Linked DNA regions of Mus musculus: regions 1, 3, 4, 5 and 6 are each linked to region 2. Evidence: chromatin contacts called from public Hi-C, HiCAR-type and promoter capture Hi-C data. All regions are on one chromosome and are shown on one strand. The core of a region is the stretch at or near the end of the contact, and the rest is flanking DNA. Distances in the headings are between cores, read along the strand shown. Region 1 holds the start of Rtn4rl2 (reticulon 4 receptor-like 2). Region 2 holds the start of Zc3h15 (zinc finger CCCH-type containing 15). Region 3 has its middle 17 kb from the start of Prg2. Region 4 holds the start of Slc43a1 (solute carrier family 43, member 1). Region 5 holds the start of Slc43a3 (solute carrier family 43, member 3). Region 6 holds the start of Zfp804a (zinc finger protein 804A).

The links. Promoter capture Hi-C pulls out the DNA fragments that hold promoters and counts their contacts. Hi-C and Micro-C count contacts between places; a contact is called where the count stands out from the background. HiCAR-type assays count read pairs that join an accessible place to other places.
Region 1: a promoter capture Hi-C map of pre-B cells shows a contact between it and region 2. The contact joins the promoter of Rtn4rl2 here to the promoter of Zc3h15 in region 2. A contact is called at or near these places in 3 of 39 promoter capture datasets (cranial neural crest, liver and pre-B cells) and 1 of 115 datasets of contacts at active chromatin or transcription factors (astrocytes).
Region 3: a contact with region 2 is called in a Hi-C map of B cells, with 5 read pairs. The contact joins the enhancer-like site here to the promoter of Zc3h15 in region 2. A contact is called at or near these places in 3 of 39 promoter capture datasets (the HPC-7 cell line, HPC-7-derived erythroid cells and pre-B cells) and 1 of 484 Hi-C or Micro-C datasets (B cells).
Region 4: a promoter capture Hi-C map of embryonic stem cells shows a contact between it and region 2, with 4 times the contacts expected there. The contact joins the promoter of Slc43a1 here to the promoter of Zc3h15 in region 2. A contact is called at or near these places in 8 of 39 promoter capture datasets (the C10 cell line, cranial neural crest, embryonic stem cells and 4 more).
Region 5: a contact with region 2 is called in a Hi-C map of B cells, with 5 read pairs. The contact joins the promoter of Slc43a3 here to the promoter of Zc3h15 in region 2. A contact is called at or near these places in 2 of 39 promoter capture datasets (the C10 cell line and pre-B cells) and 1 of 484 Hi-C or Micro-C datasets (B cells).
Region 6: a HiCAR-type map of astrocytes shows a contact between it and region 2, with 6 times the contacts expected there. The contact joins the promoter of Zfp804a here to the promoter of Zc3h15 in region 2. A contact is called at or near these places in 2 of 39 promoter capture datasets (hippocampal neurons and maxillary cranial neural crest) and 4 of 115 datasets of contacts at active chromatin or transcription factors (astrocytes, forebrain, pro-B cells and 1 more).

The regions. Positions count from the first base shown.
Region 1 is chr2:84,883,141-84,887,975 of GRCm38.p6, reverse strand. It overlaps Rtn4rl2 (reticulon 4 receptor-like 2), which reads left to right and starts at 1,284. Exons shown (of 3, transcript NM_199223.1): 1 at 1,284-1,314. The coding sequence starts at 1,284.
Region 2 is chr2:83,641,640-83,646,151 of GRCm38.p6, reverse strand. It overlaps Zc3h15 (zinc finger CCCH-type containing 15), which reads right to left and starts at 1,574. Exons shown (of 10, transcript NM_026934.3): 1 at 1,425-1,574. The coding sequence starts at 1,499.
Region 3 is chr2:84,960,721-84,965,624 of GRCm38.p6, reverse strand. No RefSeq gene overlaps it. Among named protein-coding and RNA genes, the nearest start is that of Prg2, 17 kb to the left of the region's middle. Within about 2 kb of position 1,409, at least 47 of the 459 cell types and tissues checked have an H3K27ac peak or open chromatin away from gene starts, as enhancers often do. A contact at or near this core is called in B cells, where this site is marked.
Region 4 is chr2:84,838,823-84,843,686 of GRCm38.p6, reverse strand. It overlaps Slc43a1 (solute carrier family 43, member 1), which reads right to left and starts at 3,061. Exons shown (of 14, transcript NM_001083809.1): 1 at 2,682-3,061. The coding sequence starts at 2,913. It overlaps D930003E18Rik (RIKEN cDNA D930003E18 gene), which reads left to right and starts at 3,479. Exons shown (of 2, transcript NR_165656.1): 1 at 3,479-3,939; 2 at 4,034-4,837.
Region 5 is chr2:84,934,645-84,939,512 of GRCm38.p6, reverse strand. Slc43a3 (solute carrier family 43, member 3) reads right to left here and starts at 2,867. Exons shown (of 13, transcript NM_021398.3): 1 at 2,664-2,867; 2 at 1,644-1,990; 3 at 1,161-1,290. The coding sequence starts at 1,827.
Region 6 is chr2:82,051,908-82,056,506 of GRCm38.p6, reverse strand. Zfp804a (zinc finger protein 804A) reads right to left here and starts at 2,849. Exons shown (of 4, transcript NM_175513.3): 1 at 2,606-2,849. The coding sequence starts at 2,716.

The sequences.
Region 1 (4,835 bases), core at 35-2,534, 1.2 Mb before region 2:
GAAGAGGGTTAGAAGTTTTTGTGAACCAGCAGTCTGCTACCACTTTTGGATCCTCTTCTGCCCTCTGGCGAGAGATAAGAAATCATACCCTTTGGGACATATCACGTAAATACACGCGCGCACGCGCGCGCGTTCACACACGCACACAATTCGCACGCACGCTCAAACTTACACCCATTTGTAAAAAGCTTTAAGGTACATACAACACACCTGAACATTTATTCCCTTCTCCTCCCATCCCGAACTCGAGCGCGCAGAATTTCACACAGCCCTCGCGTGGCTCAACCAGAGCAGAAACCAGCGAGCACACACTAGTACTCCCGCCCTGGTCCTGGTTCCCGACAGGAATAAAAGGCCAGCACTCAGCTACACCTGCCCAAGCGTCTGCGCGCGCGAGCACGCGCACATACACTTGCTCACACGAACTCCTAGACACACTGGTCCTATAGCTATGCAAACCGCCCTGAGGGTCTAGGAAGAAAAGAAAACGTGACATTTTGCAGTCTTTAAGGGACGCAAACGATCGCGAAGGGCAGGGCAGGAGGAGGGGCGCTGAGTGGGAAACTGCTCTGAAACTGCATATCTTCTGGGAAAGTTGGGAAATCCTCACCCTGAACAAGTCAGGGGGTGGGGGTGGGGAGGGGACTTAACACTACTGCATGCGCGCGCGCGCGCGCACACACACACACACACACACACACACACACACACACACACACACCAAGAAGGGATTTCTCTAAAGGCATGGCGCCGCAGAGGCTACGGGAACACAGCCTTCCCGATCTCCCAAGGTTGGGAGGGGGCCGGAGACTGAGTGGTCTAGATGGAGAACTACTCCCTCCTCCTAGTAGCCAGCAAAGGGTTAAACCGGCAGGCCGGGAAGCGAGGGAGGAGCCAGCGAGTGCGGGAATGGGGGGGGGGGGGGAGCGCTTCTTCGCTGTCCCCACTCTCCCTCGGCGAGCAGCCGGGGCGCACGGACCGACCGACTAACCGACTCCCTGCGGGGCCGCGCTGCTGAAGGGGCGCGGACACCGGGTGTCCAGGGTCAACCCAGCCCTTTCCATCCCGTCGTGCCCCGCCCCGTCCCGTCGGGGCCGATGGCTCCTTCCGAGGCACGGAGTCCGGGGGGCGCAGGGTAGAACTCCGCAGCCCCGCTACGTAGCCCGGGACTCCCCGGGTCCTTACGGAGCCCCGCGGAGTCCCCGCCGTCTGTCCGGCGGGATAAGGGAGCGAGTGGGAGTGCCCTCCCCCCCGCCGCCCCCTCCCCCGATCGTCGAGACAAGATGCTGCCCGGGCTCCGGCGCCTGCTGCAAGGTAGGGACACCGGCCGGCGGGAGGACACTAGAGAGAGAGGCGCCCCTCTCCTTGGGCACGAGGGTGGGGCAGTGAAGGGGGTGGGGTGGGTAGGGAGCAAAAAACCGCTTAGCGCGGGAGCGGCGCCTCCGCCCCCAGAGCTGCCAGCCGCAGGAGGGCACTGGGCTTGGAGCCTGCGGGAATGTGCGGGGAGCTCGTGACCAAGGGGGGACGCGGAGGGCAGACCGAGCTGGCTGGGAGGAGGAGAAAGAGGCTCAGGTTCTGTTGTCCCGGCTCCACCTGCTCCGGGGGGACGCTGAGGACTCGGGCCGGCTGGGGAAGCGCCGACTCAGCAACTCCTCGTGCCCGGTGTCTCAGCACTTTCCAGTCACCTGGGAAGACAAGCCATGTGGGTAGGGGTCTGCCTGGGAATGAAGGGGGTAGAGAGAGATTCCCCAATGGCCCTGCCTAGTCGCATAGATGGAGGGGCTAAAAGGAGGCTAGTTCCGAGCACTGAGTGACAGCCAAGGGTGTGGGCTGGAGACTGGGGGCGGGGAGGGTAGGGGTCGGAGGGAGGAGGGGAGTCAGGATGAGAAAAGTGTCTAGGGAGGTGGGGGTGAGAAAGAGGAGGTGGGGGGCGGGATAAAGGAGGGGTAGGAGGAGGCATAAAGGTTAGACGACCAGAAACTGGGGTCCAGGGGAAGACCAAGGAAGAGGGAGGAGAGGGTGACCAGTTCAGGAGAGAGGTGTACAGGGGCATAAAAAGCTAGAGGGGAGCGGGGGGGGGGGGGGAGATAACCGGAAGGGTGAGGACTGGGGCTCTAGGAGATTGGAATGGAAAGGGGATGGGAGGACTAGAAACCAGCGGAAGCTAGTGAGGAAGGATAGATGTAAGACTCAGACACCAGGAAAATGGTCACCAGGGGTGGGGGCCGGGATCCCTACGCGGTAGAGTGATTTGAGACGGATTAGGATGTCAACAGAAGCCAGAGAAGGAGATGGAAGAGAAGCGATGGTGCCCAGGGAGTAGACAAAGAGGCTCTGGTAACCACTTCCACGTGGGAAGCTCTCCATTCCAAAGCGCCTGCCTGGTATAGCCCTTCTCTCAGGAGTAGCTGCTGGGCTAGTCCAAAGGACCCTGAGCTCGGGGTCTGGGTTAGAGCTGAGGGAAGGAGCGTGAGCACTTTGTGTGTGGGGGTGGGGGGCAGCCTCCTTGGGGTGGGTACCTGGGCTGCCTCAGCGCTGCCATTTATATCTCCAAGCCCCGACGTCGGATCCTGCCGCCCCACAGTAGCTGCTTATTTTGGGGTGTTACATTCTGGCAGAGTGAGAAGCTGTTTGCAGCAGCTTTAAAGCCTCCAGTCACCTGCATCGGTGCCTCCTCAGGCCCCTGCGTCACTGGTATGCCATCGCCCCCCTGCCACTCCCAAGGCCCCCCACCTCCTCACCCTCTGCCCCCTCAGCATCTGCCTGGCAGGCCCCTGGCTCTTCTCTGAGGCAGCGTTTGAGGTGTGCAGATGGTGCTTGTATTTAGGACCCAGCACCTTCTTTCTACAACTAGAGGCCTGTCTACTTTTACTGGGACATCTCTGCCCTATTATGGTGCACCCTGGTTCCTGCCTTGGACACTGCCCCCCACCCCTTCCTCCTCAAGTTTCTTATTCCCAGGGGCCTCTGGCCTAACGGCTGGCACAAGCTGAGAACTTTATCTCAGATCCTGGGTACTCCAAGGTCTGGCAGCCCTTGGGCTTTGACCATGATCCCTTGGTGAATGGATCCTTTTGGCTCTGGGTACCTTAGCCTTCCGGGGATCAATATCATGTTGTAGTCTCTCTCCACTCCCTCCTGTGGCCAGATCTGGCTATGCCTTTGGTCACTGATCACCTCTTCTTGACTCTCAATTGTGCTGTGCTCTAGAGTAACCAGAGCCTGGAACCTAGGAGTGGAAATCTATGGAGAGAGCCTATGTCCATCCTGTCCTGTCCCCACCCCCACCCCGTGACCCTGACCCCCGACCCTGAACAGCTAGTATTGTGGTTGTTCCAAGACTGAGCATCTGGGCACAGTACCTATATTCCCTTTACCTCTAGGCCAGCATATCTTATTGAGAAGGTATGATGGGGGAAGGGGACTCTGAAAGAAAGGTCAGAGCAGGTCCTTGGTCCACAGTCCAGTGTGTGCTCTTTCAGCTCTGGGTCCCACATTACACTTGGACTTCAGAGTGAAGTCTTCTTCCCTTCCTAGAAAGGTTGGGGCCTTTGTACTATTGATCTCCCCAGGGGCCATGACAGGTTGGGTTCTGTGGATAAAGAGGGCAGCATGCATAAATGGAGTACTGGCATGCAGTAAGGGCTCAAGAGTAGATTGAGTCCTTCTCTGGTCCCATACGCCATTCATGTTAGGGGGTTAACAGAGGGTGAGGGAGGCTTGCAGAAAAGGCTTCCCTCTGCCTTGACTGCAAGGAAGGGAAGAAACCAAAGATTCTGAGAAGGACAGAAAGGGGTTCTACCAACCGGAAGCCCACTTTTCTCCTTTCCAGCCCTCAGTGATTTCTTGTCTCACGAAGATTTGTTCTAGATGGTGGCTGAGGATCCCCCGTCCACTTCTGACACACTGTGCCTGCCCAGGACATGCATTGGGGAACCTAGAGTATAGCTGTGGACCTCAGGGGAGGGCCTGGAGTGGCTGTGAAGAGGTGTGAGAAGCAGGCCTTAGGGAGGGGATGTGGGAGAAGGGGAAGGTGCTAGGGGCGGAGGAGGGAGAGCAGAGGGAGCACAAGGTGCTCTCCCAACCCCCTACCTTGCCTCTGCCTGGAGTGCCCACTCCAATCCTGCCTGGGGGCAGAGAAGCCCAGAGCCCACCACCTCCCCCTCCCTCTCCCCCCTGCCTTCCGTGAGAGCCGCAACCTGAATTATGGATGAAGCTCCTTGGGTTACAGCTGCTTTGCGCGCGGCAGCGAGGGCCAGAAATGGCATCAGAGTCACTGTTACGCAGCAGCTGCCATGGAGTGCCCCCCACCTCTAGGGTCCCTCCTCAAAGGGCCTGCAGGGAATACCACTGACACGGAGGGAAGTGAATCCCGCTGAGAGAAAGGTGTGGACAGGAGCGCAGGGAGGCAGGGAGGAGCACGGGATGAGTGAGGAGCCAAACAGGGAGTTTGCGGGGGTGGGGGGGGGTGGGGGGTGGGGATATGTGAGGGAACTTGCCAGCCCCTGAGGAGCTTGACCTCCGCTTGGGACCTGGGGATAAAGAGAGTCGCCATCTGGGTTTCCTGTTTTCTCTCCTGGGATAGCAGTCAGTCAGCCAGCCGTGGAGGCTGGAGGAAGCGCCCCATATAATCCTGGGGGTTGGGGAGGTTGACCGTGCTGCCTGCTCAACACTGTGTTGAGTTTGTGGATGGGGGTGGGATTAAAGGATCAGAGTAGGATCTGGCTTCCTTTGGTGTAAAGTCCTTAGTGAGGCGGAGCTCAGAGGATGACTGACAGGAACAAGGGTGCCCTAGTGGACACCAGGCCAGTCTTTTTCTGGCCCTTGTCTTGTTC
Region 2 (4,512 bases), core at 325-2,824:
TTTATTCAATCTCAGTAGTTTGTAAGTAAAATGCTATTTCTGAATGTCCTTTGTTGGCACAATATTGAATTGCCACCAGATTATTATTCCCAGAGATTTAAGTCTCCCAAATCCTGATTTTTTTCTTCAGATGTAAAGGTGACAATTATTTTTCTTTCTTTTATTTTCCCTTGGACAAGAGTTTCTCTGTGTGCTCTGGCCATTCTGTAGACCAGGCAAACTGTCTACTGAGATGAAAGGCACACACCAGCACTGCTTGGCAACAGTTTTGCTTCCAGATGTTTGGCTACGGCAGTTCTACCTTAGAACTCCAACAGTCAGTAAATTATTAGATGTGTTCACATTAATTTTATTTAAATTAAATCAGCCAACTTTAACTACATACAATCTGACAAAAGATTAATCTCATTAGCGTGTATAAAGGAACCCTGGCGAATTCTCACTTCTATCTTTCAAGGCTATAACAATCAAATGTTGAAAAAAAACGATCATAAGCAAACATCTCATTTCGAAACCCCAAACATTCATTCTGGCTATTTTAATAAGAACGAGCCTACTAAAGGTTACTTTATACTCAGATGCTGTAAAATAGTCATCTTTTCTTCCAACTACATCCAAGTCTATGAGGTACCATTTACTTTTAAATGAGGATTAGTATGGAAGAAATACGTTTATCGAATGTGAAATTTCATTACCTATCTTAAGGAAACTCAAGTAGACAATCGTTGTAACCTGAGGAACATTTAAGAACATCAGTACCTTGCCTCACTCACTGAATGCCTACAAGTTCAATGCATTAAAAGACGCTCGTGTGTGTGTGTGTGTGTGTGTGTGTGTGTGTAGGTAAACTGGGAGCTCCCAATTTAACATAGGTACTGTGACAGAGCCTACGTTTAATTCAGACTCCATGTATGAACGAAGCATTCTGTACAAAACCGCTGGGCCACGCTTTTTGGGAAACCTCTGTTCTTGACACGAAAGTTTCCAGATGGACCAAACACCAAAAGAAACAACAACAACAAAAAAGTGGTAAATAGTCCGCTGGCTCTTGAAAATGAACAGCGCTACCTCTCACTGCCTGATAAAGAAAAAAACCAAACCCAAGGCGTCAGGTCAGTCAGGAGGGGCCTTCCAGAGCGCCACTCAGCTTGTTTTTTCAGGCACAGCCCGAGGAGCCGCGGAAAGTCGTGAGCATCGAAAGGCCGGGCCGGGGGTCCCTGGGCGGCCGAGTGGGCGCGGCGGGCGCGTGGGTGGAGACGCGGCGAGCGCGGGGGCGCAGCGGCCTCACTACAGCGATGAGGGGCGGCGAGAACCACTTCAGTCGGGGCCCACCGGGCCGGGCGCCGACACGTGGCCCCGGGGAGCCGCGCTCCGCAGCCCGGCGAGCCCCAGCCCGGTGCGGCGGGGAGGGGGAGGGGACGTACCTCGATGATCTTCTCCTTCTTCTTCTGCTCCGCCTTCTTGCTGCCCCCGGCCTGAGCCTGTTTCTTGGGGGGCATCGCGGAGGCGGGGGGCACCGGGCCGACTGCGACGCAGATGGCTACCGTCGGGGCGTCCGGCAGCTCGGCGGGAGCAGGAAGACCCAGCCGCCGCCGCAGCGCACGGAAAGCGACTCGCTCATTCGCCGCCCGGATGTGGCCTTTGCGACAGCACGGCGCCGCTATGCACTGTGGGGCGCGAGGCGAGGCGCCCGGAAGTGGAGCTGCGCGTGCGCTCCGGCTGCGCCGAGCCGGGAGGGGGCGTGGATGAGACGTGGGAACTGGGAAAGGCGCGGCGTGTGACGCCTCCTTTTGGTGAGGCGCTTGCCACTTGCTTGGCTTCGTCCTTCATTAGCACCGCGAGTGATGCCTCCTCACCTCACTTGTATAGACCCCTGGCGTAGAGAGTTCTAGATCTAGTTAGCACTGGACAGTACCATCTTGAGTAATCACGGAGCGGCTGCATCAATTATGAGCTACTGTCTTGTCCTCTGGAGGGGCAGGGTTGCAATGCAGCACCTTCAGTATGAAGTTGCGTAAAGAAATAAAGTTTCATTTGGAGATCGTCAGACGTGGAGTCCTAGTGGGTGAAATCCTTAGTTTCTCTTCAAGTCCTGTACTAATTTTAGGGGGCTGCCTTAACGATTCCGGAAAAAAAAAAATCACTATTTTACTATGTCAAACTAGCCTAACAGTATGGGCCAAGCCCAATTTAAGGTTAGTTTAAGTGTTTGGTAAATTCCATAATGACTTTACACACACGATTTCACTCATTACATCTACACTGAGGTACGAATGGTTAACTGTTAGCACTGTTTGAGATGAAACGCAGAAAGAAAGGTGGCTAAATGTAAAATCCAAGATAAGAATTTCAGCCTGGTTAGTCTTGCTTCAGGGCTCTGTTTATATTGTAGACTAAACCAAAAGTATGGCTTTTGATATGCAAATGAATCTACTATTTTTTATTCAGCCAAATACTGACTTTAAAAAAGCACACAATGAATGGCTGTTCTTTTGCATGGTTACTGTTTTACCTACATTGATTAACAGAAGAATCATCCTTCCAGAGAAGGGAGTTATTAGTTTTTCAACAATTTCATAAGCAGAAAACTACTTTGGAACCCTAATGCCACCATGAGGGAAATGGACAGTGTTCATCTGATGGCAACCAAAGCAAAAAGAGACACTTAGGGGCAGGGGACCCAATATTCCTTTCAAGGGCTTTCCCCAGTGATCTACTTCCCTTCATGTGTTCCACTCTCCCTAGGAGTGTCACCCAACTCAACAGGAGCCTTTGTGGAACACTGTGACAGTTTACTTTTCTGTATTATTTATTCTTCAGAAGTTGATTAAGAATTCCTGTAGTAGCAGAATGTAGTAATCTTAATATCCCCCTTTTTAGTGATTCATTTAATGTCTCTAATTTTAAAGAATTTTTTTATGGCAATCGTAAGTATGGAAAAGTTGTAAACAATCTAGAATTTCACAGTCATAGCTGAAAAATCATAGTTCACTATTATCTTTTGTTCCTAACTTCTAACTAAACCTATCCCATGCTAATGCTAGACTATGTGACCAATATTCTTAATATATTCTCTTATATGGAAATTAGAGTTGGTTTTAGTTGTTTATAACCAAAATTTGTTATGGACTGAACTGTTATGGGCTGAATTGTGTTTTCAAAACTCACAACGTCTACTACTTCAGAATGTAACTACATTAGGAGATAAGGGCATTATAAAGGAAATAGGTAAGTTAAAATGAGACTTTCAGCATAGACCTAATCCAATCTGAATGGAGTCCTTATTAAAAAAAAAGGAAAAATTGAGTTTAAAATTTTTTTGAGACAGGGTCTCCTTAAGTTGTTTACATTGGCCTTGAACTTCTAGCCTGGACTGGCTTTGAATTTGCCATCCTCCCATTGAGCCTCCCGAATAGCTGGAATTGCAGATTTGTGTTATGAGCCCTGGTATAAGAGAGAATCTATATTGTGCACAGAAGCAAGAAAAATCACATGAAGACATAGCGGGAAGGTCTGTGTCAAGGAGAGGCCTTAGAAGAAAGCAAACACAGGAACAGGACAAACACAGGGATAGGACGGAGTCTAGCAAGTCAAAGCTTTGAGTTCAATTTCCAGCATCATACAAACCAGGTATGGTAGCACAAGCCTGTAATCTCATCACCTGGGAAGGAGAGACAGAAGAATCAGAAGTTTACGGTCATCTTTGGCCACAGCAAGCTCAAGGCCAGCTTGGGTTGCATAGTACCTTACTCTGTGCATATAGCCTCCATCTTGTTTAAGTATCAAATCTGTAGTACTCTGTTATGGAAACCCCAGCAAAGTAGTACTCTGGTAGTAGTACTCTGGTAAGGCTTAGGACTAGAGTATAGACATTGCCACTGTGGTGAGCAGAAGCTATTTTATTCCAAATCTTTTGATAAAAATAAGGCTAACTTAACTGACCATGTAAATTGCTGACTCATCTCCTGAGTTGGGAAGGTACCTTCTAGAAGTGTTTTTATTTAAATATTTAATGCTTCAAGTCCTTTGACTTTCAGACAGTCTCCTTCAAGTCATTTTCCCCTCCAAAATAAACTATGACAAAAGACTTGCCAGCAGAGCATGTAAAATCTCTTTTAACCTGTCAATTTGAGTTTCTGTACTGTAACCCTTCACCGCAACCTACAGTGACATAACATTTTCTTAAGTGGATAACTTATCTGGTTCTGTTTGAAATACTTCTTGCTACCATTATAATAACTATTATGGCATTTGTCAAGAAGTCGAGATGTACAGTTTCCAAATATTGTTTTGCTTCACTGAAGCCTAAACCACTTTTCATGACCCCCATCAATCATGCCTGTTCCCTAGTAATAGCTTTCCGGTGCTTTCCCATGTCCTCTTGCAATAAGTGCTAGGAGTCTGCACTTTCCCTAGCACAGGAGTGAATGGTTTTTAGCTTCTGTCACTTCAATTGATATTCCTCATTTGAGGCCAACTTTTCCTATTTTCCACCTTCATATACCACTATGT
Region 3 (4,904 bases), core at 160-2,659, 1.3 Mb before region 2:
CCTTGTGACCCTTCACCCTTCACCTCTTGTGCTAGGGTTACAATCCAGTGCTGTCATTTTCATCCAGCCTGAGTATCTTTTACATACAAGTTTATCACCTTGTGGATCAAGTCAGTTGCTCCCACTGAGGGTCTGACAGATACTCATTTGGAATTGTAATTCTGTGCTTGCCAGCTGCAGGCTCAGAGCTATGACTGTTTCTGTGTGAAAACTCAGAGTAGGTAACCGATAGGGAAAGATGGAGAAATCGGAGCCAGAAGGTGAAGGACCTGCAGGAGATAACGATGGGTAGGGTAGAACTTACTCAGAGGAAGAGATCGAACTATGTCACACTTAAGTGGAGCATACCTTTGTAAGGTGATTTTTGCATCCTTCATGAAAACGCGGTGTGTCATTAATTATGGACCTACTGTGTGGCAGGGCCAGCATATTCATAGGGAGCCCCACTGATTCTCATTCCTCACTGAGTAGGCATGATAACCTCCATTCTCAAGCATAAAGGAGAAAAAACAAAAACAAAAAAACCAGATGGCTGTCTAACTCTCAAGGACACCTGGCCGGAGGACGTGAGAACAGCTCTCTCCTCTCCACCCCCTGGGCTCCAGAGAAATCAAGAGCCCTCTCCCAAGTACTGATATTTCTGTGCATTTGAATTTTCCACATTGACTGCTGGAGAAACAAACATGACACACACAAAAATGAATATGAAGATTGATATTTTCATTGACTTTAGCTTAAGGTTTTGGATAATGAGGGAGTCTGTTGTTTCCTTTTGCATTTTGAAGTTTTCCCATCGCAAGCAGTGGGGCAGAGTGTGCTCTACTTCACTGGGCAGAAACAACCCTGAGCTAAGGCTCACAGGGTGGTTTTCCACCTCAACCTAAGGTGGTGGCTTTCCAGACTCCAGCAGGACTTAAATGTCCTCTCTCTGCTCTTCCCTTGTCACCGCAAGAACATCTGGAGCCATGATCAACACACCTGTGGCCAGGCAGGTGGTCTGTGTACGGTGTGCCAAGTCTCCTCTGAACAGCTGGAGGTTTCCTGTGACGCTTCATCTTTATGTTACAGTTAAAAGAAATGCTAGGGTTAAAACAAATGTGAAAGGTGGGTAGGTGCCAAGCCTAGCAGTCTAAGTTTGATCCCCACAAGGTAGGAAGAAAGAGCCAACCAACAGATGGAAGAAGAGAACCTACCTCCGGAGTTACCTCACGTGCACATTGTAACCCGTGCCCCTCCCCCACACAATAAATAAGTAAACATGTAATTTTAAAACTGAGTGTTAGGTCAGAGCAACAGGGTCAGAAAGAGCAGACCGGGGAATATTTAAATTAGAAGATCTGCACCTGGGTATGAGCTATGCAAGCTAACTAGATAGCAGGAAGGAAGAAAAAAAAGTGTGGTCTTGGCAGGTTTCAGCCTGACAATTCTAACCAAATCCTTCTCTGGGGAGTGTGCACAAGGCACCAGTACTCTTTCACCTAGTAAAGTTAACTTTATGGGTGGCTGCACCTAACTGTTGTCAGGCATCTGGGTGAAACAGACTGAACTGTGTGTAAACGTCTAGGACAGGTGCCCATTCTAGGGAGGCCACCGTCCCCAGAGCTTCCTAAGGAAGCTTTGCATGGAGTTAAGGATGTGGTGGAAAGAAGGGAAGGCAAAGAGAGACAGAAGACTGAGACTTGTGAGTGTGTGCAGATGCTAGGGGCAGCCTTTGCTACCGTTCCTTGAGCCTCTGTCTCCTGCTAAAAAGCCATCTTCCCCACTTTTTCACTCTCCCCGTGCCTCAGTGTGGATTCTTCTCCCTTGAGGAAGGTGTAGAGGTTAGCATCAGCCAGATGCCAAGAAGCCTCAGCTCCTTGTCCACAGCTCCTCAGCTCCAGGACAGATTCCTGTTGTCATTCTACAGTGAAGAAATGGAGGGTGCCATGCACCACAGCCCCAGAACTCCAAGATTCCAATGCCAGAGCCTAAGGCAAATTGAGTCTTTAATTCCCATAATTTCTTTCTCATTCTTGTGGCAAAACTTACCAGAATTTTTATCTCCCCTATATCTGGGGAATGTGAACTGTGGTGTGAGAAAGGGTTTGTCCCCACAACCCCCACACTGCTGCCCCCAAGGTCACTGCTGAAACCTGCAACGCCTAGAGTCTTTCTCACACACACATTGGACCCAGGAAACAAACTGTTATGGGAGACATGAACAAATGTTTGGGGTTAGAAAACAGAACTTAAAACCTCTGGGATGGGATCTGGTATGGGTGGCCATAATCCAGGACGTTAAGACCATGCTAGTGTGTGAGCCTCACTGTGGGAAGCCACACAGGCTGCTTGTATGCCCAGAAGCAAAGAGGTCCCATCTGTGAGCTCTTTATCGGTCAACAAAACACAGGAACAGGCTTTGAAGTGGACAGAAATGTCATAGCAACGATGAATGTTAAAGGGAGGGCCTCTTACTGTCTCCTGAGAAGGGAGCTTAAAAAAAAAAGAAAGAAAGAAAGCCACATGGCTCGTCTGCCCAAAGCACTGAATCTGGGGAAGAGTGTTGTCAGTACTGTGGCATTGACATGCAGTACCTTCAGCTGAATAAATTAGCATCAGATAATCAATGAGGATTAAGGGATGCACATCGGGTCATGACAGGAACCATGAGCCAGAGGCAGCATGGTGAAACCATGCACCAGACCAGAAGTGAAATAAAAGTTTAAACTGTTTGTTTATTTGATTGTTTGTGTACATGTGGGGCATGAAACTGTAGAGGTCATAGGACAACTCACAACAGTCCTTTCCCTCCTCCTACCATGTGGGTCCCCCAAGAATCAAACCCCAGTCATCAGGCTCGGCATCAAGTGCCTTACCCACTGAGCAGGCTCATCATTCACAACAATTTTAATAATGAGCAGACATTCTCCCCCTCGGTGTGTGTGTGTGTGTGTGTGTGTGTGTGTGTGTGTGTGTGTGTGTGAGAGAGAGAGAAAGAGAGAGAGAGAGAGAGAGAGAGAGAGAGAGAAAGAGAGACAGAGAGAGACAAAGAGACAGAGAGACAGACAGAGACAGAGACAGAGTTGTTCCTGAGAGGGAATAGGGCTCTTTGATAGTAGTTAAGAATAGAACTCAAGGGCTGGAGAGTGATTAAGAGCACTGACTGCTCTTCCAGAGGTCCTCAATTCCCAGCAACCACATGGTGGCTCACAACCATCTGTAATGTGATCCAATGCCCTCTTCTGGTGTGACTGAGGACAGCTACAGTGCACTCACATACATAAAATAAATAAGTAAATCTTTGGGGGAAAAAAGAATAGAATTCAAGAGGCAGCTTTCTATTTTGTTACAGAGTAAATCTCATAATACCCCGTCCTACTCGGAGACCATTTGAGGTGAGGCACCAGGGGTCAGTAGGAGTCAGGCTCTGATTGCCTGAATAAGTTATTACAAGTCCCTGGGATCTGACTGCTAGAAAGTTTCCTTTTTATTTTTGGTCCTTTTATTTGGGGACTTTTTGTCTCTATACATCACTCTCTGGAAACTCCCTTTGTGACAGTTTTGCTGAGACTTGACAACATCTGGCCACTCTCTGACTTCTATTGTTCCTCACTCTCTAGTCTGCTTACTTAAACTGTTCTATGACGCCAGGTGGTCTGGGACCCTTGTGCTGACAGCAGAAAGAAAGTAGAGGCACAACACCCCCAGAATATATGTAAGGGCATAATACCCAGTGACAGGATGGATGAATATACGGGGAGTCATAGCCACGGGATAGCATCATAAACAGATGTTTGAAATCGTGATTTCGGTGACTATTTGATGACACTGGTTAATAACTTATAAAATGTTTCATAAGCTTATAAACATTGATAAGCTCACTGGTTTTAACCTATAAAATAGGACTGATTACATACACTTCTCTGGCCAAACAGGCCTCAGGAGAACACCATACAAATCCCTAAGCCAACTGCTAAGTAAGCCTCCTGTGAATAGTACTATCCCCTAGTGGAGGCTCACCATGGGGCCTAGTGAGGACAGTTGCCTCTGCTCTTTGCCAGAGGCTGGTGGCTGAAGTCCAGCACTAAATGAAAGTGCAATGAGTCAACTCAAACTCTGTGAACCCTGTGCTGATGGCTTCCTGCTATGAAACACCAGGACGAGGTTGCCCAGGGACAGAGCTCTACGTAGAGTCCCAGGGGAGGAAGTCTGCTCTCACTTCTTTCTTGCTTAGTTTCCCAGGAATCACTTCTAACTCTCAGGAAATGAGTGTTTTCTGCATGTCTCAGAATTTCCAAGCATTTTTTTAAAATGGAAGTTCTATTGTTTATATTCATATCTCACATATTCATTTCAAGTATAAAACTCAGTGCCATCACCTCCCACAATTCTTATTATTATGATCTATTTTTGTGGTATTTTGTTTTCTGAGACAGAGTCTATGTAGCTTAGCGTGGTTGTCCTGGAATTATGAAGGCCAAGCTGTCAAACTCACAGAGATCTGTCTCGAAGGCTAGGTTTAAAGGTCATGTGTAGACCATGACTGCTTTCTTTCTTTCCCTTTTCTTTCTTTCTTTCTCTCTCTCTCTCTCTCTCTCTCTCTCTCTCTCTCTTTCTCTCTCTCTTTATTTCAAGACAGGGTTTCTCTGTGTAACAGCTCTGGCTCTCCTGGACTTACTTGGTAGACCAGGCTGGCTTCGAACTCACAGAAATCTGTCTACCTCTGCCTCCCGAGTGCTAGGATTAAATATGTGTACCACCACACCTGGTTTTGCTCTAATGATCTTTAAACGCTATCGTGCCCAGGCACTACCAATGCCCTGCCCACCAATGCACAGACAACTATTAGTAGGCTTTCTGCCTCCATGGATTTGCATATTCAGGACATTAATATGCAAATGTGGATCAATTATATTACTCATAGT
Region 4 (4,864 bases), core at 1,812-4,311, 1.2 Mb before region 2:
AGGATCAACACTTAAAAGCCCAAACCACAAAACTAAGAAAACACAGGTGCAAATTTTTGTGACTTCAAATTTAGCCAACGGTTTCTTAAACAGGATGGTGTAGCAGAATAAGAGTTAGGCAAATGAAATTTTACCAACATTAAAAAGGATACACACCAGAAAAAAAAAGAAAAGAAAGAGAACTATATGAAGGACTTAGATCAGGTAAAGAACCCTGACAGGTCAATAATGAAAAAGAAAGACCTAGGCATATGGCTCAGTAGTAGACTGTGCATTCGCTTAGCAGTATAAGGCCCAGGGTCCAATCTCTGAATAAATAAACAAGCAAATAAAACAACTTAAAAAGGGAAGAAGAAGCTGACTAGATGTTATTCCAGAGAATATGCCAACAAAAACACATGAAAAAACATTCAACCTCAGTAGCCATTAGGGAAATGCAAATTAAAAAAGACAGTCAACAACCAAAGCTGAGGTTGTGGAGAAGGTGGAATCCCTCATGCACTGCGGGTGAGAATTTAAAATGTGGTTATCATTTTGGAAAACATTAAAGTTACCTTCATGACCCAGCATATCCACTCCAAAATAAATACATAAACACGGGAGTATTAGCCTTAATAACCCAGATGCCCATTAACTAATGAAGAAAATGTAGTCAGTCCACATGGTAGAGAACTACTCTGCTATTAAAAACAACAACAACAACAACAACAAGGCTTATATGTGGAACAAGGATGAACCTAAAAAAAAAAAAAATATTATGCTGAGTGAAAGAAATCAGCCACAAAAGACAAAATTCCGTTTATAGAAAACGTAAAAAAGAAAACATTCCAAATGGGTATAGCTGGTATTTGTCATAGCCAATCTCTGACAGAAAGCAGACAAGTGGTTGCCTAGAGAGAGAACAGAGAGCTGGTGTTGGTCATGGTACAGTGTGGCTTTTGGGGATACGTATATGCTCTAAAATTTGTGGGGATGAGTATAAAACACTGGATATTCTTGAAGCTACTATATTGTATGTTACAAATAAGAGACTTATACATATCCCAGGCCCTTAAAAGTTCTGGGGGGGGGGTGGAAATGTTGTAAATATTGACTTGTGATAATTACTAGAGTGTATATATTTATCAAACATCATCAAAATGTACAAGGTAAATCAATTTCTCCTAAAGAATTCTTAGTGAAAGCCTATTACCTCCAAGTACAGAAGACAGGGAGAAGCCACTGGATGGGTTATAGCAGACATCAAGGCCACCAGACAACAAAGGGATGGTGCTCTCTAGTCTCCAGAGAAAGCTCAGAGGGATTTGAATCTCCTGTGGGTGGGGGTCCCTAAGGACCCACCTGGTCCTCTCAACCATCCTGAAATGCAAGCCTATCATTCCATTTCAGACTTCTTCCTCAAGGAATCCACCCTGCCTTCCTAGGCCTCACACTAACTCCATCATCTCCAGCCCCAGCCCTCTGTAACTGGGGCCAGGCACCTGGGCTGAGTGCCATAGCTGGGTGCAACCCACTGCTTCCTTAGAGATAACTTCAGCAGGGGTGGGGCAGCCCCACAGTATAGCTGGAGCTGCAAGTAAGGATAGATATCAAGACCTCCTCACCTCCACCCTCAAGGAAATGGTTTTCCATCCTCCCACACTCACAGGCTAAGCAATGAGGCAACAGGTTGAGCTGAAGAGTCAGGAGAAGCCAGAAGGACATTCACATGTGTGTTGAGACTTAGTCATCCAGGGAACTGATGTTACTATTGTTTCTAGGTAATGGACACTCAATTTGCAAGGAACTCACTGGTTAAATGAGATGGAAGCCGGGATTCCAATCCCTGTTGGCCTTCTTTCCACAACAAGGATGTGGGGAAAGAGACAGGAGAGACATCAAACTGCACACCACACAGCCCCTTCACTGAGCACAACACTCTCCTTTCCAGAAAAGAAAAATATCCACCAAGTCCCAGTCACTAAGTGAGGCGCTCCCTCCCTGACGGACAGATGCAGACAGGCAGCCTCTGGCTGCACTAACTATTCTCAAAGAGTTTAGAATTCCCACTCCAGGTCCGGGTCACTTTACACAAGACCAAGGTGATTGGTGTGGAAAACAGAAACAAACGCTCCACAAATATCCATTCTAGAGGAAATAAGGCTTTTAACTTTGTACAAAAGGGATGATTTGTAGACCTGGGAACTCCAAGGTCCTGAAAAGACCAAGAGTATAGGTCCTTCACGTCCATTCTCCAGTTTGTGTACTTCTGTTTGATCTCATTAAGAACTCTCTGTGTATTGGTGATGTAGTTCAATGCTTGCTAGCACACACACACAAAAGACCTGTTTAACTTGAGCATTCCTTATCCAGGTAGGTGCAGAACTTCTAAGAGTCTACGGACTACTCTAGACAGAAGGTTGTCATAGGCAATCAGTCTCAGGATATGTATGCCTAGTGGGACTTTGGCTTTCACTCATCACTGAATCAGAGAATCCTGACAGAGTGGCACCTGAAGTTTGAAGAGATCATGAAGTGAGGCTGTCCAATTCCTAGCTGCCCAGTGTTCCGGTCTTGGGCAGCCCTGCTTTGTCGCTTTGTCTCTGCCTGACCACCTGTCCTTGTTTTCCAACTTCCTGCCTCCTCCTTCTACCGTCCCTCGCGGTCTTCACCTCCCACCCCCACACCCTTCTCAGATATACCTGGGCACAGGCTGGAATAGAAGCCTTCCTTCTTGAGCATGATCAGCAGGGAGGCCCAGCCCAGGAGCACCGCGGAGAAGAAGAGGTTCTCCACCACAGCGGTGCAAGCCATCCACCAGCGCCTGCGGTACGCCTGCTTCAGCGTGGGAGCCATGGTGGCCGAGACTCTGCAGAGAAACAGAGCGCTCAGAGAAGGGCTTCCTAGCGGCCCTTGGGAAGGGTACTCCATCATGGTGGCTCCTGAGACCCCTGGAGCCAAAGAGATGGAGCCTTCATGGAGGCCCCATAGAGCCCGGTGCTGCGGAGCTGGCTCCGCGCGCTCTGGCAGTGCCAGGAGCGAACGCGCCACTGGCCCGCAGGGCGCTATCAGGAACCAGAAAGGTCTGGTCTGAGCGAAGCAACTTCCTGGCGCGCTGCCGGGCTTGCCTACCCGAGCCAGGGCGCCCCGATCCCGCTCCAGGAGACAACCCCCCAAGTTCCCAAAGTCTCTCAAAGTCACCAAGGGGCACACCGTGCTCTGTAGCCACCTCTGGCCCACAGCTAGCCAGCCTCTAGGCACCAGATCGGATTCTCAGAAGCGAGCAGGAGGCGGAAAGGGAAGTCTGGGGCTACCCCGAGACCCTCTATTCTAGTTACGCCTTTCATTCTACTCCTCCTCTCCAGAGCCCGGGTAGAAAACTTCCTCCCGCCTGACACAGCCGGCGGCGCTCGTCCTGTCTCCTGGGCCAATCCCACGGCTGCCACGTGGAGGGAGACCCTGGGCGGGCCCCGTGGCGCCTCCGCGCGCCCCTCATTCCGCCGCGCGCCTGGGAACGCGCCAGCCCCTCTGTCCCTGGGAGGGGGCTTGGGCTCCGGCAGGAAGTCCGGTGCCTGCAGACTTTATAAGGACATACTTTATAAGGAGGCAGATGGGGTGGCCGGCGGGCGGGTGTGTTTACCAGAGGGAACGAAGAAACCCGAGCCCTCCAGGGCCGCGGTAGCCACCGCCAACAAGGGAGGCGATCTGACCCGGGGACCCGAAGCAAGACCCGGGCGAGCCTAGAGGAAATGATCAGGGGAAGAGCAAACAAGAAAGACGAAGAGAAAGAGACCCTTCTCTAGGGGGTGGCCCAGCCCCTCATCTGTGAAACGGGGCTTTTGAATCAGGGATCCCCGAGGTCCCATCCTATAATGACAACCGTGGTTCTAAACAGAGTGGAAGAGAAGAAGGGGAGAATGAAGGGGTCGGACAGAGGGAACAATGTGCCCAGAGACTCAGGTAACGGACGCTTCACAGGGACCTGCAAGTGTGGCTGGGTGACTTTGAGCTGCGCTAGCTGCTCACCTGTCCCCGACAAACTTGCCTCCCGCAGCTGTTGACACCCGGAGTAACACAGAGTCTCCCCGGCGCTTCCACACTCCGGATCTCCTGAGACCCAGGATCCCAATTCCAAATCGCATCCACGCGGGGTGTCTTCCCTGCGTGCCAGACCCAGCGGGCCTCGGAACCGCCGGTCTCACCTCGTCTGCGCCCTCGAAAGAAGCAGTGGATCTGGGAACCGTCCTGGCGCCACAGATAGGTGAAGCCGGGAAGCCAGGGCATGGACTACGCGATCTGCGGAGTTGATAGCTGTATTTACAGGCGTTGGGAGCAGCGCCCCAAGGTGGGGGCGGGGGTTCCCGTCCTTCCCCACCCCTTAGGTCGAGTTTCATGCACACGTGACTCGCCTGTTGGTCCCCAGATACTTTTCTTACCCAGTGCGCCCGGGGCGCCTAAATTTCCACTCTCGACCCCCAGCTTCTCTGTTGACCCCCTGAACTAACGTTTGACAGCATTCTCTACATCTTTGTTCAAAACAACCAAAAACTTGGCTGAAGTTAAACTGGATGCTGGAAAGGCTAGGGTGGGGTCTTGAACTGTGAAGTTGAAAAGGATTCTTTTCCAAAAGAGTCGGGAACTCTTTTGGAGTTTATATGCTCCAGTTAAGAGTCTGCATTTTGAAAGCTGTCTAGCCCGAGTTACCTTGGGCAACTTAATCTCTCAAAGCTTGTTTCCTTCTCTATAAATTTGGATAACAGCATTTGCCGGCCTGTCAAGAGGAGATAGAATTAGGATGCAGTAGTAATTAATGCTGGGTACACTTGACTTGGTGAGCATAATAAATGTTCATTGTTGCCGCTGTTGTCATTATTTCGCAAGATTC
Region 5 (4,868 bases), core at 1,618-4,117, 1.3 Mb before region 2:
TTGTTCTTGGGCCCCCTTAGTGGTGGAGGACTTTGTAAAGATAGATAACAAATAGAAAGCAGAAGTTCAGGGGCTCAGCGGATAAGAGCGCTGACTGCTCTTCCAGAGATCCTGAGTTCAAATCCCAGCAACCACATGGTGGCTCACAACCATCTGCAATGGGATCTAACGCCCTCTTCTGGTGTGTCTGAAGACAACTACATTGTACTCACATATAATAAATAAATAAATCTAAAAAGAAGAAGAAGAAGAAGGAGGAGGAAGAGGAGGAGGAGGAGGAGGAGGAGGAGGAGGAAGAAGAAAGCCGAAGTTAATCCCAGAACTCAGGAGGCAGAGGCAGGCAGATTTCTGAGTTCTGGTCTAAAAGTGAGTTCCAGGACAGCCAGGGCTATACAGAGAAACCCTGTCTCAAAAAAACAAAAAAACAAATAGAAAGAAAGAAAGAAAAGAAAAAAAGAAAGAAAGCAGAAGTTCAAAAGACACGTGGCAGAGAAGAAACTACAGGAAACAAAATTCGAGTTTCTGTGTAAGGACTTATTCTCCCCAAAGCTTAAGTGTAAGGAATTTGCTTTACTCTCTACTTTCCTTTTCTCTTTCTTTGCCTCACCACATATCTGCTCCTACATGGGCTGTATTGGGACTTAGCAGACCTGCTTATCAATGAACCTAGCCATGGACACTACTGTAATCAGGAGGCAACAGAACCCTGTAAAAGAGCACGAGGTCTCTGACTCATTTGCAGGGGAAACTCCCAGTGTAAGAGGCTCCTGACTAATTAGAGGGCACCTGAAATTTCACCATTGGGTGGGACAACTCAGAAAATGATAAGCAGCAGAGAATGAAGGCAAAGCCTGAGCCACCTAGATGTGAGGCCCTGCCAGAAAAGAGACTGGGGATTCAAGGAACAAGGAAAGCAGATGGTATCGACTATACATTGTTAATTTTGAAACCCTGGCCTCTCAGGAAGTTGAGCATATAACAGGATAGGACACTACAGGGGAAGGTGCAAAGGGAAAGGAAGCCAGCAGTAGGAAGAGGGTGGTGCTAAGGACGGTGACCCTGCTGCTGGGGCAGGGTTTGCCTCTAAGCCAGACTGCTGCCTCACCACTATCTGGTCTCCCACACACCACTCCCTCTCCCTTGCTTCTGCCCAGGCTTACATGGCTATCAGGCGGGCCACAGTAGTCTTGAAGCGGTCAAAGATGTAGCCAGTGGGAAAGGTCATGAAGTTATTCATGAAGGATGCCAGGGTAAAGATGAGTGAGAACTTCTCATCCTGCGCTTTTAAATCTGGGAGAGAAAAGCTCTTAGGAACCCTGATTATGTGAGACAGAATCTGACGCACCCCAACCTTCCTGCCAGGTCAGTGCCCAGACCAGACTCCCCTCTACCTTGAACAACTTTGCTGACCAGAAAGCTACCAAGGTGCATTAAAATATATTGGTCTCTAAAGGTCCCCCTCTAAAACCAGGTGCTTCCTTCCCCATTTGATAGCCTCCACATAAGGGGTGAGAGGGGGCTGACAGTCCCCCCCCCCCATGGAAAGGCTGGCAGGGTGGGTAAAGCACAGAGACCTTCCTATTCTTTCCCAACTCCCAGGAACCAAGCACAGCTTCCTATGAAAAAGCCATCTTTGTCCTTACCAGAAGGCCCTGTTACATTGCTCTGGAGCAAGCAGTCCTGTTCACAGGGCTCTGAAAAGTAGTTTTCTGCTTTGAACACAAACAACAGTGAAGTCCAGCCAAAGAGGACACCAGCAAAACCGATGCATTCCAAGAGTCCAGTCAACAAGGTGGCCAAGTAAAGGGGCAAGCCCTTGCTTGCCATGGTCTGAGGTGAAGTGAGTCCACAAATCCTGTCCTGAGCTTCAGAGAGGACCACTGGTAGTGATGTGTGGGAAATTCCTTTGGCAAGCTCTCGACTTCAATGAGCCCTCTTGTTCCAGCTGTCTCTGGGTTGAGCAAGAAACGCCATGGAATAACCATGGAGCCTGGAAAATGAGGCAGAAGTAGCCTGGTACAGGAAGCTTGGGAAAAAGACACCGAGGGAAAGGGGTCCTCAGGAGAAAGGCCGTGAGGATTTGGAAAATAAAAACTTTCATACATGACCAGCGAATGCGGTTGAGCCATAGAATGTTATCTAGAATTCATTCCCAAACATGGAAAAACAAAAACAACGCCCACGCACCCCCAACACCCACCCCCCGCCAAAATACCGTCCATACATCCTTTCATTCACAGAACCCGCGAAACTACCCATGGGTAAGAAGATAAGGCAGGTCTCAATGGCAACACATGCCACATAGGAAAAAAAACACACACACACACACACATCCTGCCTAATGTTTGGGGACATCACAAGCAGAGGTAGGAGCTCCCCTCCCACCCCCCCAGAACCCCCGACTTGAAAGCCTGAATACAGTCCACCAGAGGAGCAGCCACCCTGAGCCATTCGAAGGCCTGACAAATAAATGTTCGGTCTACAGCGGGAACTCTTCAGTGCGGCAAAAACAAAAACTTCCGAAGGTTTTCTGAACTTGCCCCAAGGTCTCACGGCTACTTGGTCACTATGAAAAATATCCCAACAAGAGCCTTGTCTCGGACCACAATTCCCATCCCCCACCCCCACCCACCCTCCCGCTGCCTCTACCGACAGTCACTAACTTCCACCAGGCAAGAGGTCGCGCTCCAGCCGGCAGCAACTCTCTCCCGGATCTCTGTCGCCGCAGCCTCGCCGCCACCAGGCTACCGCCTTCCACTACCCTCCGCCCAGAGCCTCCCTGTCGAGCTTTGCCCGGCTCGGCTCTGCTCTGCTCAGCCAGACCCAGCCCAGCTCGGCCAGACCCGGCCAGTATCCTTCCAGTCCTACCCGCGATGGGCCGGTTTCCCGCTCTCATGGCCCCTCCTAGTCCTCTGCCTCAGGTTGGCCGCCTCCTGCTTGTCTCCTCCAGTAAGAGCTTGGGACCCTCCCCTGTCTCCACCACTTCCTTCTTTGCAATTTGCTAAACACATGAAACTCAAGAAGAATGAAGACTGAAGTGTGGACACTATGCCCCTCCTTAGAAGTGGGAACAAAACACCCATGGAAGGAGTTACAGAGACAAAGTTTGGAGCTGAGATGAAAGGATGGACCATGTAGAGACTGCCATATCCAGGGATCCAACCCATAATCAGCATCCAAACGCTGACACCATTGCATACACTAGCAAGATTTTATCAAAAGGACCCAGATGTAGCTGTCTCTTGTGAGACTATGCCGGGGCCTAGCAAACACAGAAGTGGATGCTCACAGTCAGCTAATGGATGGATCACAGGGCTCCCAATGGAGGAGCTAGAGAAAGTACCCAAGGAGCTAAAGGGATCTGCAACCCTATAGGTGGAACAACATTATGAACTAACCAGTAACCCGGAGCTCTTGACTCTAGCTGCATATGTATCAAAAGATGGCCTAGTCGGCCATCACTGGAAAGAGAGGCCCATTGGACACGCAAACTGTATATGCCCCAGTACAGGGGAACGCCAGGGCCAAAAAAATGGGAATGGGTGGGTAGGGAAGTGGGGGGAGGGTATGGGGGACTTTTGGGATAGCATTGGAAATGTAATTGAGGAAAATATGTAATAAAAAAAATAAATAATAAAAAAAAAAAGAAAATAGCTGGCATAACCTGAGGCAAGGGAACAAGTTATCTCCTCCAAACATCACTTACATATACCAGAGACTGGGATTTCCTCAGACAAAGCTTTTAAGCGACATTTGCCAACTTGTAAAATAAAAGAGTCTCTTTCAAAAAAAAAAAAGCCGGGTGTGGTGGCACACACCTTTAATCCCACCCAGGAGGCAGAGGCAGTCGGATTTCTGAGTTCAAGGCCAGCCTAGTCTACAAAGTGAGTTCCAGGACAGCCAAGGCTATACAGAGAAACCCTGTCTGGAAAAACCAAAAAACAAACAAACAAACAAACAAAAACTGTCAATTGGTTGGGTGCAAATATCTGCATCTGACTCTTTCAGCTGCTTGGTTGGGTCTTTCAGAGGGCAGTCGGAGGGTGGATAAAATCTGGAGTTTAAAATTAATTTAATTAATTAATTAAAAAAAAAAAACTCTTCTTTTTTCCTATCCCAACAGTTGTCTAGGATTCAGACAGGGTCTTTTTTGCTCTCTTTTGACTGACTTTAAGCTTTAGGTAATCCTGCCTCAGCTGCCCTAACTAAGCTTGTTTTAACACAGTTCCAGGCGCTGGGCCAGACATAGGGATCAAAAGCAACTGCATGTGGATGCCATTGTGTTTCCGCATTACCTTGCCCCCTCGGGTGGGCACCATACAAACTGTTTCCCACTTGCTCATCACTCGCTCCCCACCTCACGTTTATCCCCAGAGCTGCCAAGAAAACCCCACCATAAAAATCATGAAGCTGGAATCAGGACAGAGGTGCTTATCAGGAACCATCACTGGAGGGGGCCTTGCCTTTCCCCTCTAAGGATCCTTTTCACTGTTCCCCCCGCCCCTGCTGAAACCCCCAGCCCAGGCTCCGAGAGAGCCTTCCTGCCAGACTGCATTGATTAACTATTCATTCACCATCCCATTTTTTATTAATCAAAGACATTTATAATTGCCCATCGGAGCTTGTGATCAGCATGAAATAGCTGGCCTAACCAGCTGTGCTGCTCTCCAGCCCAGAGCAAATGAGCCAATGTCTTCCTTGCCTGAACCACAGTTCTCCTTGGAGAGAGAGCTGCCTTTTTGCATTAGATGCCCAGCTTCCTGGCTCGGCCCTCTTTCTACAGGGAGATGGTGGGAAGGCAAGCACCAGGAAGTGAGGTCCCGATCACCACCCAAACAAAGTATCAAAAAAGACTATTCAAGTGACTT
Region 6 (4,599 bases), core at 1,600-4,099, 1.6 Mb after region 2:
TTGAAGAAATTAATAAATACACATTAATCAACTGGACATTGAAAATAACTTAATTTCTTGGGGAAAATTTAAATTTTTTCTGTGAATGGCTTTAGTTATATCTCCTTGAAATTAAACATGGACATCATTCTAATTTCTTAATCTTAGAGGAAAAGCCCTATATTAGAAATTAAACTATAAAGGAGTATAAACCGGTTTCCATTATTGATATATGAATGTAGGTTTTAAAATATTCTATACATTTAATTCAACTGCTTGTTAACTTAAAGACTAAAACATTAAAACAAACAACCTTGGATGTATCAATTTTAACTTGAAGATTTTCATCATATGGTATATGCCAATTTTAGGTTAATATTTATGCTTAATATTTCTTAAACTTGTGGATGAAGTGTTTTTAATTAAAAACTATAGCATATAATAAGGGCTCAAATAATTTTAGATCCTGACAAGAATACATCATTATATAAGTTGAACAAGTCTTTATTACTTAACATAATTCCTTATCAATATATCTAGACTCTCCAACTATACTTATGGGAGAGTATATATCTCATTTTTCTTACTGACAAAACTCATTAAAAAGTACTTAGAGCACATAAACATATATTCCCTATAAAGAAATTGTGTTAAATAGAGTTGATTACAATTGTGAATATTTAAATCATGAAATTCACACACACACACACAATAAATTCAAACAGGATAGCTTATAAAAGTCTGGAAAGGACTGACACGAACACCCCTACAAGTTTCAGTCATTACAGTCATGAGAAACCTTGTGAGCTTCATTTCATACTGTGTCTCTCCTGCTTCTTGTTCTGACATCTACATATATTTTGATTTATCCATCTCATTTAGGTGGCTGCTTTTAATGTGCCCATTTTAATCATGAGGTTACACCGGGAAAACTCATATTTAATCTGCCCTTTGTCAACATGAGGGAGGAAGGACTCATTAGCTTCAAATACACAGCAAATAAGTCACCACGAGCAAATCTGGTCCCTGGGAAGTCTAAGGAGACTGAAGAAGCACAATGAACAGCACTGTAACAAGTTCAGGGCTGGCAGATAACTGCTCATTTTTCTGTGAATTCTTGACTGTTTTAGCTCTGCACAATGGAAGTATCTCCCTTGTCTAGTTCTTTTGCTTACCCTTAAATTATATTTAGTTTAATGTATAATGTTGAAGAAAGGGCTGTTTAAAATATTAGCTGACCTCTCTGAGAGTCCAGACAGTTTCAATAATCCTTCTAGACTCTGCCTACCCTATAGTACTCAACTAATGATGTCTGGAGCATGGGTTCTCAGTGCAACAGAAAGAGCAAATAAACACATCCTGAACAATAAAGACATCAGGAGTACATCAAATGCACCCCATGGGTGTCTCAATCCACTTAAATCTTCAAATGAGAACTTTTCATCCTCAAAAAAATAGGGAATTATTTATTAATGCGTATATACTTTTAAACATATAAAGAATCTGGGGCTTTGAAAACTATATTCGCTTTGAGCTACGTGTGTCCTTGACTTACTCTACCTATCTTTTTCAGATAAATACTAGGAGAAATCTAGAGCAAAGTCTGCCAGTGGGCACAGACTTCAGAAAGTCTTCCACTTTTACCACCTGATTTGGGCTGGACTCTCAGTGCACATACTAAGAGAACTCCACGCTGCTGCTTTCTGCCTTTGGAGAAGTGGTTACTTCTCCTGACACCCTTGCTCATGAGAGTTGGTTCTGTAGGGAGGCTTTGCGTATGATGTGATGAGCCTTTGTGGATGATGGGAATTGGGTGGAAAGTAGAAGCTACTCCGTGCTCTCTCTATGCTCAGCACATCTTCCACTAATCAAGAGCGCTTTTCCTGCTGGGTGCTGAAGGACAAGCTGTGCTTGTCAGTGAGAATAGCTGTGTGGGTTTTGTTTTCTAACATGCTTCCTACTGTCTGTACTTGTGACACAGTGATCACCTTCCACCCATATCCCCAAACTCTAAAGTGTGACAAGCTGCAAGTAGTGGGCAGATGGGAATATTCTGCTTAGCTTCACACAGAAAACTTCTCAAGAGAAGTTTCCTGTCAGTCCTTCAGCGAAGAGCCAAGAGCCAAGAAACAAACTCATTCGGAGACCCTCACCCAATCCAGCCACTTCCCCTAAGCCACCAGCCACATGGCTCGCTGCTCCATCAGACACCCACACCTCCATTCACCTTTAAGCTGCCTAAACGGAAAGATGTCACAGGATCACTTGGGGTTAGTGATCCTTTCTATTTTTAGGAGGTCCTGTTGAAAGAAGAGGTTTATAATCTTCAGCACTGTGGAGTGTGGTGGACAGAGAGCTTCATGAAGTCTCAGGAAAACATTTAGGCAGAGCTTTCCTAAGATTCCTTCCCTTTTCTATACCCGATTCTCATCCCACGCCCATCAGATAAATAAATGAAATAAATGAATTCCTTGCAAACCAAACATCACTAAAGCTCCCAAATCCATCCGTCAACTCATCCCTCCGGATATGCCCTATTAGATGAGAGACAAATAGAAAGAGAGAGAGAGAGAGAGAGAGAGAGAGAGAGAGAGAGAGAGAGAGAGAGAGAGAGAGAATGAATTACCAGAGTTTTGTTCCCGTTCTTGCTGAGAGGGCCCCGGAAAACTCCCTTGATGTTGCGAAAGTGTCCGTTGCTGAGATGCGTGGAGCTGATGACAATGTAGTAACACTCCATGGGGCAGCCGCCGCCTCTCCTCCGCAGCCGCCGCTTCCACGCACCCGCACCCTCAGCCGCAGCCGGGGCCGGGAGGGTGGGCTGGGGATCGCGGCAGGGCGAGCGGCCGGCTGTGCGCTGGCGGCGGGCACGCGGGTTCCTTATGCCCGGCTGCGGTGCGCGCCCTGCCGCCTCCGCATGCCGGCCGCGCTCGCCTAGGCTCCGGCGCAGTGCTCGCCTGGAGATAGGAACCGGGACGTGGAGCCCCTGGGGAGGATGCAGCCACAAGGGGGGCCGGGCCGGGCGGGACCGGGCGGGAGCGGTCAGAGCCCGCGCGGTAGGGCGCAGCCGGGCAGCGGGAGCCGCCCGCGCGGCAGAGGCAGCGGTCGCAGCATCCCCCGCGCCGGGCGCCCGCACTCGCAGTCGCTGCCGCTGGCAGGCATGAGTGTTATTATAGTGCGCGGCGTTGCTGGTCCATCGCACTGAGCCAATGGCAGGGAGCCACTGGGCTGATACTGAGAGCTGTCAGAGGAGTACATCTGTCACCCGCCACCTCCCCCCCGCCTCCCCCGCCGCCGGGACCCACGGCCGCGCCAGCCTGGCCACGAGTGGGAGTGCGTCGCGACCGCCAGGGGCCGGGAGGCGACGGCCGGTTACAAGTGCGAGACTCCTGCGAGGTGCGGGCGGAGGTTGGGGGGTTGGGGAGCAACGCGACCGCAGCTTCTGCTCTGCGGGTTGGAGTGCGGGCGGGGGAGCAGGGGAAATAAATAAATTAATAATTTAGTACCCAAGCCATCCGCTTCCAATTGCAGCGAATCGGGGCAGGTGCCAGGTGCCTCTGGGTTTGGCTTAGGGGAGTCTGCGCTTTGATGCATCTTTTGTATGGAATACCCCGCACCCCCGCGCCCCCCAGTTACACATATCACAAATGCTATGTGCTAAGAGCTTGGGGGAGGGGATTTGTGGCGACGAGAGTGGAAGTAGGGAGAAGGGAGAAGCAGGGACTCCTGATGGATGTGCTCCCATTCCTGGCGCTCTCCCCTCATCCACCTCCCCTGGGAGCATCAGTTCTTCCTAAATTGCCAAAGCTGAGAGGAAAAGGATGCTTTGCGGCAAAAGAAGCCGCTGCCAGGAGCTCCCATGCCAGAGAGGTGCTGAACAAAAACAGAAGCCTTCGCCCTAGAAGCGACCTGAAAGGAAAAGCTGCACACAAACTCCTGCGCTTGTCACAGAAAGTAGGGAATCCGGTCTGCGGTCTTCAGCAGAGATTCCGGTTGGATTTTAAAGGGTCAAGGCAGCCATCAGCAAGGACTGCTTCTACCCTACCCCTTCCCAGGTGATCCACTGACCTGTGTAAGTTTAGCTCCTTTGAGGTGGTGGAGTGGGAGCACCACAGATACACACACCATAGATCTGCTACTACCATAGGACTCATTAGTCGGCACTTAAAAAGATCGATACCAGGCATGGGAGTCTGGGACATGGTGCCTTCAATGGATTTACTGAAGGCTTTATTTCCCTTTTGCTTTGAAAGGCTTAATTGGTTAAAGCAGATTCCAGACATTCTGATGCCCCCTATGACAGAGAAAACTGCAGTCCGATACAAGCTGTGTTTATCTTGTTTATCCGTGGGCCAAGACTAAAATACGGTCGAGTATGTGTGCCCTATATATAGAATTTTAGGTAACAATGACAGCCTCTTCCCCATAACCCATAATATGGTACTTAAATGAGTCTGACAGTTTGATTTCACTTCTTCAAAGAAGATAGAATGGGGGAGTCTTGCTAAAAGAGGTGGCAGTCATGTGAGTGAATTATAAATTATAGGGTATAGCGGGGGAGTGTTAGATTTATATAAAAAGAAATTTTCCATGTATCATGCTTCAATTAGAAAATACTTGATG